2 separate regions of the Mus musculus genome follow, and region 2 is linked to region 1. A link is a contact called in public promoter capture Hi-C data. All regions are on one chromosome and are shown on one strand. Each heading gives the region's core, a stretch centred on a gene start, on an enhancer-like site or on the middle of the called end of the contact. The rest is flanking DNA. Distances are from core to core; before and after follow the strand shown.

Region 1 (3,405 bases), core at 326-2,825:
GCCGGTAGGAACCCTGGAGAGTGAGATAGGTTTCACAGCATGGAGGTGGGCTCAGCCAATCACAACTGGAAAAGCCTCACCAATCAAGAGAGGAACCAGAGGCCTAGGGAGGAAGGGGGTTGTTTAGCGGACTGCATGGGAGGCGTCGGGCAGGCCAGGAGACCCCGTGGGTCCACCTGTACAGCTTAGCGCTCTTTCTTTCCTTCAGGAGCTAGGAACTGGGAATGGAGGCTGGAGGAGAGTGGGCGGGTGGACAGAGCCTGTCTGGGGACACAGGGTGGGGCAAGCCATCCTCTCTGCAGCCTGGGCCTGCCAGGGTGTGTGGGCCGCCCGCTCCCAGCCCCCCACCCTGAGCATGCAAAGAGAACAATCCCCTTGTGTTTGGGCAGCCTGAGCCTGCGTGCTGATGAAGGCTACGGGGTGGGGGCTGGGATAGGGGTGCTTTGAAACAAGAAGGGGTTCCAGGACCTAGAAAGATAATACTCTCAAATGGAAAAAACAATAGACCCTCCCAGATGTTGGCCCTGAGGCCACCAGGGTGACCCCACTGAACACTGAACGCCAGAGATAACTCCTGACCAAAGCTTAGTGTGTTTATAGGGAAGACAGGAACCCTGGGGACACATGCCTTGTTGGTCCAGGGAGAAGGTAACGTCTTTGGCTTGGTGGGAACCCAAAGCCACACATTCTGAGAGAAGGGGTGTGAAAGGACCAAGGTACATCCCCTGGAGGACCATTCCCTTGGGTGCCGGGGTGGGGCGGGGCTCTGGGTGCCACAGGTCTCAAGATGGCGGGCCTGGTTTAGGAGTGTGAGGAGGTGGGCACCTCCCTCTCCTAGCCAGGGATGCCTGAAGGCCAGGTTTAAGTATGTGGCGGAGTCCCTTCACCTCCATCCCCAGTACCCCAGCCAAGAAGCTAGGTCAGAGCTGGAGATGAAGAGCCACAGGAAGGGGGGAGAACACTGTGCTCCCAACTATCTCCATCCACCTTGGCCTGGAGGTCTGTGTCTGGCTCCCCGAAGGACTGCAGAGAATGGGAAGGGGTGTGTGTGAGAGCCAGGAGCTGCAGAGAGTGGCAGATGAGAACAGGGACGAAGTAGAACCCGAACCCGGGACATGAGGTCCAGAACTGAGAGCTCAAAGGACAGAAACGGCAAACAGGATGAGAGCTTCAAACCTGGTACCCAAGGTCCAAGAAACCCCTCCCTGTAGTGGGGTGTTCCCCTGGAAAACCAACGCCCCCCACCTGTACAGGCCTCAGCCGCATTGGACAGAAAACGTGTTCTTCGCAGCGCCCCCCCCCCCAGGACCGCGATCGGGTGCACACTGGAGCCGATTCCCCGCCCCCCCCCAGCGAACCCCCAAACTTCAATGGCCCGCGGTGCCCCGCCCGGCCCGCGCCTTACCTCGCTGGGGCTGTTCTGCGGCGGCGGCAGCGGCTGGGCCGCTCAGTCCCACATTGTCCCCGGGAAAGGCGGCCGCTCACAACTGCGAGTGACATCAGCTGCGAACAATGAGGGGTTTGACAGGCGCGGAGCCCGGCCGGCCCGGAGCCCGGCTCCGCGCCCCCCCACCCCCACCCCCCGGCCCGCCTGGCCCGGCCCCGCCCCGCCCCCTCCCCGGATCCGATTACAGCGCGGCGGGCCCGCCCCAGCAGCCCCAGTGCCGCAGCCGCCCGCCCCGCCCCGCCCCGCCCCGCCCCGCGCGGTCCGGCGCCCCGAGCATCCGTCGTTTCCGGGAGGGAGCGATGGACCCTTCCCATGCGGCTCACCAGGGGCCCCGGATCCTCCCTGTATGGCTCTCTCCCGGCCTGTCCTTCCCGCCCAGCGCTTCTGCGGAGCTCCCCGCAGCCTTCATCTCAGTCCTGGCCGCGCCTCCCGGCTTCTGTCCCACAGCCCTCTGCCCTGCCCCGGCTCTTGCTTCTTCACCATCCTTCACTCCGGGGTCCAGCCCACCTAGACCCGCTACCTCCGGCGTCCGCACTGTCCGACCCTGGTCCTGGTCCTCCCAGGAGAGGCTACCCGACCAGCTGGAGGAGGGGCATGAGAGCCGTTTGGCCCTTAAACAACCTGTCCCGTGATCCTTCCAATCTCCTGCCAAATTCCTTTTGGAGCTAGGGTCAGAGTGCCATTAACTCCTTTACTAGGAAAGGGATAGGTTGTGTGTGTGTGTGTATATGTGTGTGGGTGGGTGTGTGGGGGGGGGGGGGAATTGAGCCTGCCCTTCCCCCATCTCAGAGCAGATATTCTCCCCCTTTCAGTAATCGGCTCATATAGGTCCCACTGACCTACACCTCCCCCCTCAGCTGAGTCTCTTGGCACCTGGATGTATGTGGGTGGGGAGGGGAATCCAATCTCCCTTTCCCTCCATCTGGCCTAGTGGACAAAGGGCAGGGGGACCATTTGGTCCCGCCAGGGTGGGGGAGGAGCCCACAGTGGCAGTCCCAAGGGGAAGGGGGAGGGGCGGCGCTCCGGAGACAGCAAAAGCATGTGAGGTCTAATTGTATCACTTTATTTCAGGGACCTCCGAAGTCGGTCTCCTCTCCTTATCCCACTCCCAAACCTCAGGGCAGGAAATGGGCTTGGCTGAGAAGATCCGTGCTTGATTACCTGGGGAGGTATGCAGCCCCTAAGGGAGATTTGAAGAGCACCTCCCCTTCTGAGGAGGCCATTCTGGTCTGGGACCAGTTGCAACGGGTAGGTAAGAGAAATCTAGCGGTGGCCACATTTTTATCCTGGCAAGTGGATCTCTGTTTACAAAGATTCCCTCCATCCTTCAGGAAACTGCACATGTACCTGTGCAAACTACACAAGAATGTGGGACCCCTGTGCTGCTCCCAAGGGAAAGGTTCTGTCTGGGTGTGGGATGGATCTAAACAAGCAATACCCATATGCTGTCTGTGGTCTAAGGGGGGTGGGCGGCAGAAGGAATGGCTGTCCTGTGGAGCGGCTGAAGAGAGAGATGGATCAGAAAGTGAAGTAAGGCAGAAGTGAGAACCAAGCGGGGAGCCTGTAGAGGAAGCTTATGGATTACCCACAATCAGAGTTCTCCCCTTGAACCCGACGCTTTTTCCACTTGATTTACCGCCTTGATCTGATCTGTCACTGCAAGAGAAAAACAGAAATGACAGCAACCCAGACAGATGTATAGACAGACCTGTTGCAGGTGAGGCAGAAGCCAGAGACCAGGAGAAGACAGCAAGAGATCCTAGAGCAGGCAGTCTGTAACCTCCTATCATCAGGACTGAGTCTCAGGCTAGCCCTTGCAGGAAATCCAGCAGCCCCTTATGCCACTCATCAGGCTTGTCCAAGTAACAGGGATGCCCTGCCCCTTCCATGACCAGCACTCTGTGGTTGGGCAGCTGCTTCAGGTGTTGAAAGCTGGAGGAGCCCATGGGGTCCTGGTC
Region 2 (3,060 bases), core at 511-3,010, 4.1 Mb before region 1:
TTAGAAAACAAGTATAAAACTACTCAGGCTGTTCTTGGGTCAAAAACAGGATTGTCAAAATTTTCCCAATGAAATTTTATTTTAAGGCAACATGAGGATTTTGCTTTGTGTGTGGAGATAACACTCCAACAAAATAACTTTTGTGTTACAACACTAAAGAACTATTAAGTAAGATCCAAATGTTTCTGAGCCAAGGTGAAAAACTTTGGCAAAGGTTCCCCCAAAAATGTGTAATGTGGTAATTTAGTGAAAAGTTTTGTTTTTCACTAGACATCCCTTCAAACCTTAACTTGGGAATGAATTTTGTTGCTATGTGCAGACATCAATACAAGCAAATTGAGGTAAAACAATGGTTTTTCTTAGTTGTCAGCACCTGCAATCCCAGCACTGAAGAAGCTGAAGAGGAAGGATCCCAGGTTCGAGGCCAGCCACAGTAAATTCAAGAGCAGCCTAGGCAACAAGGTGAAACCATTTATCTAAAAACAACAAAATGATCTTGTGAGGGCTTAGGGAAGCTTCGCACGGACTCCTGACTCTGAAGTGGAAGCTTGCTTTTTTACTTATGTTGTTGTTTTGAGGAAGCCTGCCTGCAATCCTAATTCAGTTGGTATCTCAGGTGTACACCACCATCTGACACCCAACAGAAATATAAAAATGCCCTAGGTGTACTGAAAAGAAACTATACGACAAAACTGTATTTCGCTTTACAAGTACACTATCTTCTTTAGAGAAGACTATACAAAGGGTCTCTTAACTAAATCTTCACACGCAGTAAAGCCATCCTTGTAGATAAGATTCTAGATTCTATTACCTAAGAAATAGGACGCCAAAGTGTTCAAGCATCATAATCAAGAAATGTTTGCCAGGTTTTCACTTTCAGGTTAAAAAACAAAACTGCTGTCACCTCAACAACGGGACCAGACAAACCTTGCCACCATTACAAAACCCAAGCGCCAAAGGTGCAGAATATGAAGCTCATCGCTCTACTGGGCCAGAATTGAGTGTCCAAGGAGGAGGGAAAACAAAAAACAAAAATAATATCAAAACCGGGAATGCAACGCGGGTCTCCTCCGCGGATCGAAGCGGGGAGACGCGCGGTAGGCCCTTCCGGTCCGAGTTGCCGTCACCGATAGGCCGGGCGATGGGCCGAGCTTCCACCCGAGCCCGAGGATTCTCGGCCTACACGAGCCGGCGCCCTGACGCCGGCGTCGGCCTTTGCGGCGCCTCGGACTATGCACCGTGGTTTGCAACAGAAGCCCGGGACGCCACCGAGTGTCCTGGAGGAGCTGCGCGGAACGCCGAACCTAAGCAGGCCGACCGAGGACGCGGCAACGGCAGAGGAGGCCGTGGCCGCCCCTCCCCCACCGGGCCGCCCGCCCCAACCGCCGCGGCGACGCGAGCAGCCTTCTCCGCGCCAGGCCCAACCGCCGGGCCAGCCGAGGCCAAGCGAGGCGGCCTCCAGGAGCTCCGCCCGGCCTGCCCTCCACCACGACCGCGAGAAGCCGCCCGGGGCCCGTTACTCCGCGCGCCGCCACCGGTCAGGACGCGCCGCCCTCGGGCTGGAGCGACCAACGACAGCGGGAGACCGCGGAGCAGAGACTTACTCAGGGGTCGGGTGCTCGGGATCGTAGAAATCCCCCATCTTCGGTGGCGGCTGCTGCGACGGCAGCGGCTTCATGAGGAGCGGCTGGAGGCGGCGACGCTAGCCCCCTCCCCGCGGCAGGCCGATGCGGGGGAGGGGACCGGAGGGGAGGCGGCCGCTGGTCCGATCGCGGCGGCGGCAGGGGCGGCCGGCGTCGCTGGCTGGCTGGCTGGCCCGCCCGCCCGCTCTCTCGCTCTCTCGCTCGCTCCCTCCCTCCCTCCCTCCCTCCAGCAACCGCCCGCCCGCCGCTCTCACCCTCACACACTCACTCCCGAAGCGACGCGCACCCCGCCCGCCCTGCAGCCTTGCAGGCCCAGCCCCTTAAAGAGACACGCACAGGGCAGCCCACCGGCCGCCAGTCGGCGCGCCAGCACCACCGACCCTGGCAGGGGCGGGGTACAACCCGCCGGCCAGGCCAGGCCTAGCCTGCGGCCTCCCGGAACAATAAGTCCCGGGGCCGAGTGTTGGAGGCGGGTCCCGGAGCTGGAGGGGAGCCACCGCTGCCCCTCCCTGGACAGCGTCCGTCCCGGGAACAGCCCAAGGCCGTCAGGACACCCGCCTTCATCCTTCGAAGCCCTGGGAGAGCCTGGCCTCCGGGCACTGAGGTAGCGCAGCTGCCGCCCTCGCCCGCTTGCTCCTTTATTCGGTCTCTCTCGCCCCTTCAACTGGCTCTCGGCCGCGCACCGAAAACCAAGCTAAGCAGGGGCTGCTTCTCAGCCTGGGCTTCTCGGACACGCCCTCCGCCCGCCAGCCTCCCGCAGCCCCCACCACCGTGTTCCCACCGAAACCACCTCACCGCGGTATTCTGCCCTCGCCCTAAAAGTCAGAGAGGCTATGTTTGTTAGACCTGGGGGGGGGGGGTGGTCCTGAGGAAAAGGTTATTAATTAGTCTTACTAAAAAAAAAAAAAAAAGTTAGATTAAACTAGAAACTTTTTATTTCTGGATTAGCAGGATTTCGTGAAACTATTAGCTAATTTACACCTCGCTGAATTTATAGCAGTTGCTTATCATGAAAGTGGCAGATTAGATAGTTGAGATCTTTTGTGGAATTTTCTTTGATTAGCCACTAATTTTTTAATTGGAATCACCAATAAATTGAAATGTGATCTAACAGAATCCTTCACTAGCTAACTTGGCCGTATTGTTTAGACAAACATCTTCTGTAGTTAAGACTTACCCTGAACACTTGAATGCTTCATCCTGCCTACAACCTCTTGGGTGCTGGGATTCTAGGTTTTTTGTTTTGTTTTTCAAGACAGGGTTTTTCCTGTGGCCTAGAACTCAAATCCATCTGCCTCTGCCTCCCATGTGCTGGGGTTAAAGGCGTGTGCCACCACTGCCCAGCCTAAAATGTATTTTTAAAATTGTTTTTATAGGAATGGTATGTGTTGAGCCACACACATGCGCACGTGGAGAT

The links. Promoter capture Hi-C pulls out the DNA fragments that hold promoters and counts their contacts.
Region 2: a contact with region 1 is called in a promoter capture Hi-C map of cranial neural crest. The contact joins the promoter of Setd2 here to the promoter of Pcbp4 in region 1.

What each region holds. Positions count from the first base shown.
Region 1 is chr9:106,452,008-106,455,412 of GRCm38.p6, reverse strand. Pcbp4 (poly(rC) binding protein 4) reads right to left here and starts at 1,575. Exons shown (of 13, transcript NM_021567.5): 1 at 1,406-1,575. Abhd14b (abhydrolase domain containing 14b) reads right to left here. Exons shown (of 4, transcript NM_029631.3): 4 at 2,495-3,405. The coding sequence ends at 3,250.
Region 2 is chr9:110,531,297-110,534,356 of GRCm38.p6, reverse strand. Setd2 (SET domain containing 2) reads right to left here and starts at 1,760. Exons shown (of 21, transcript NM_001081340.2): 1 at 1,605-1,760. The coding sequence starts at 1,678.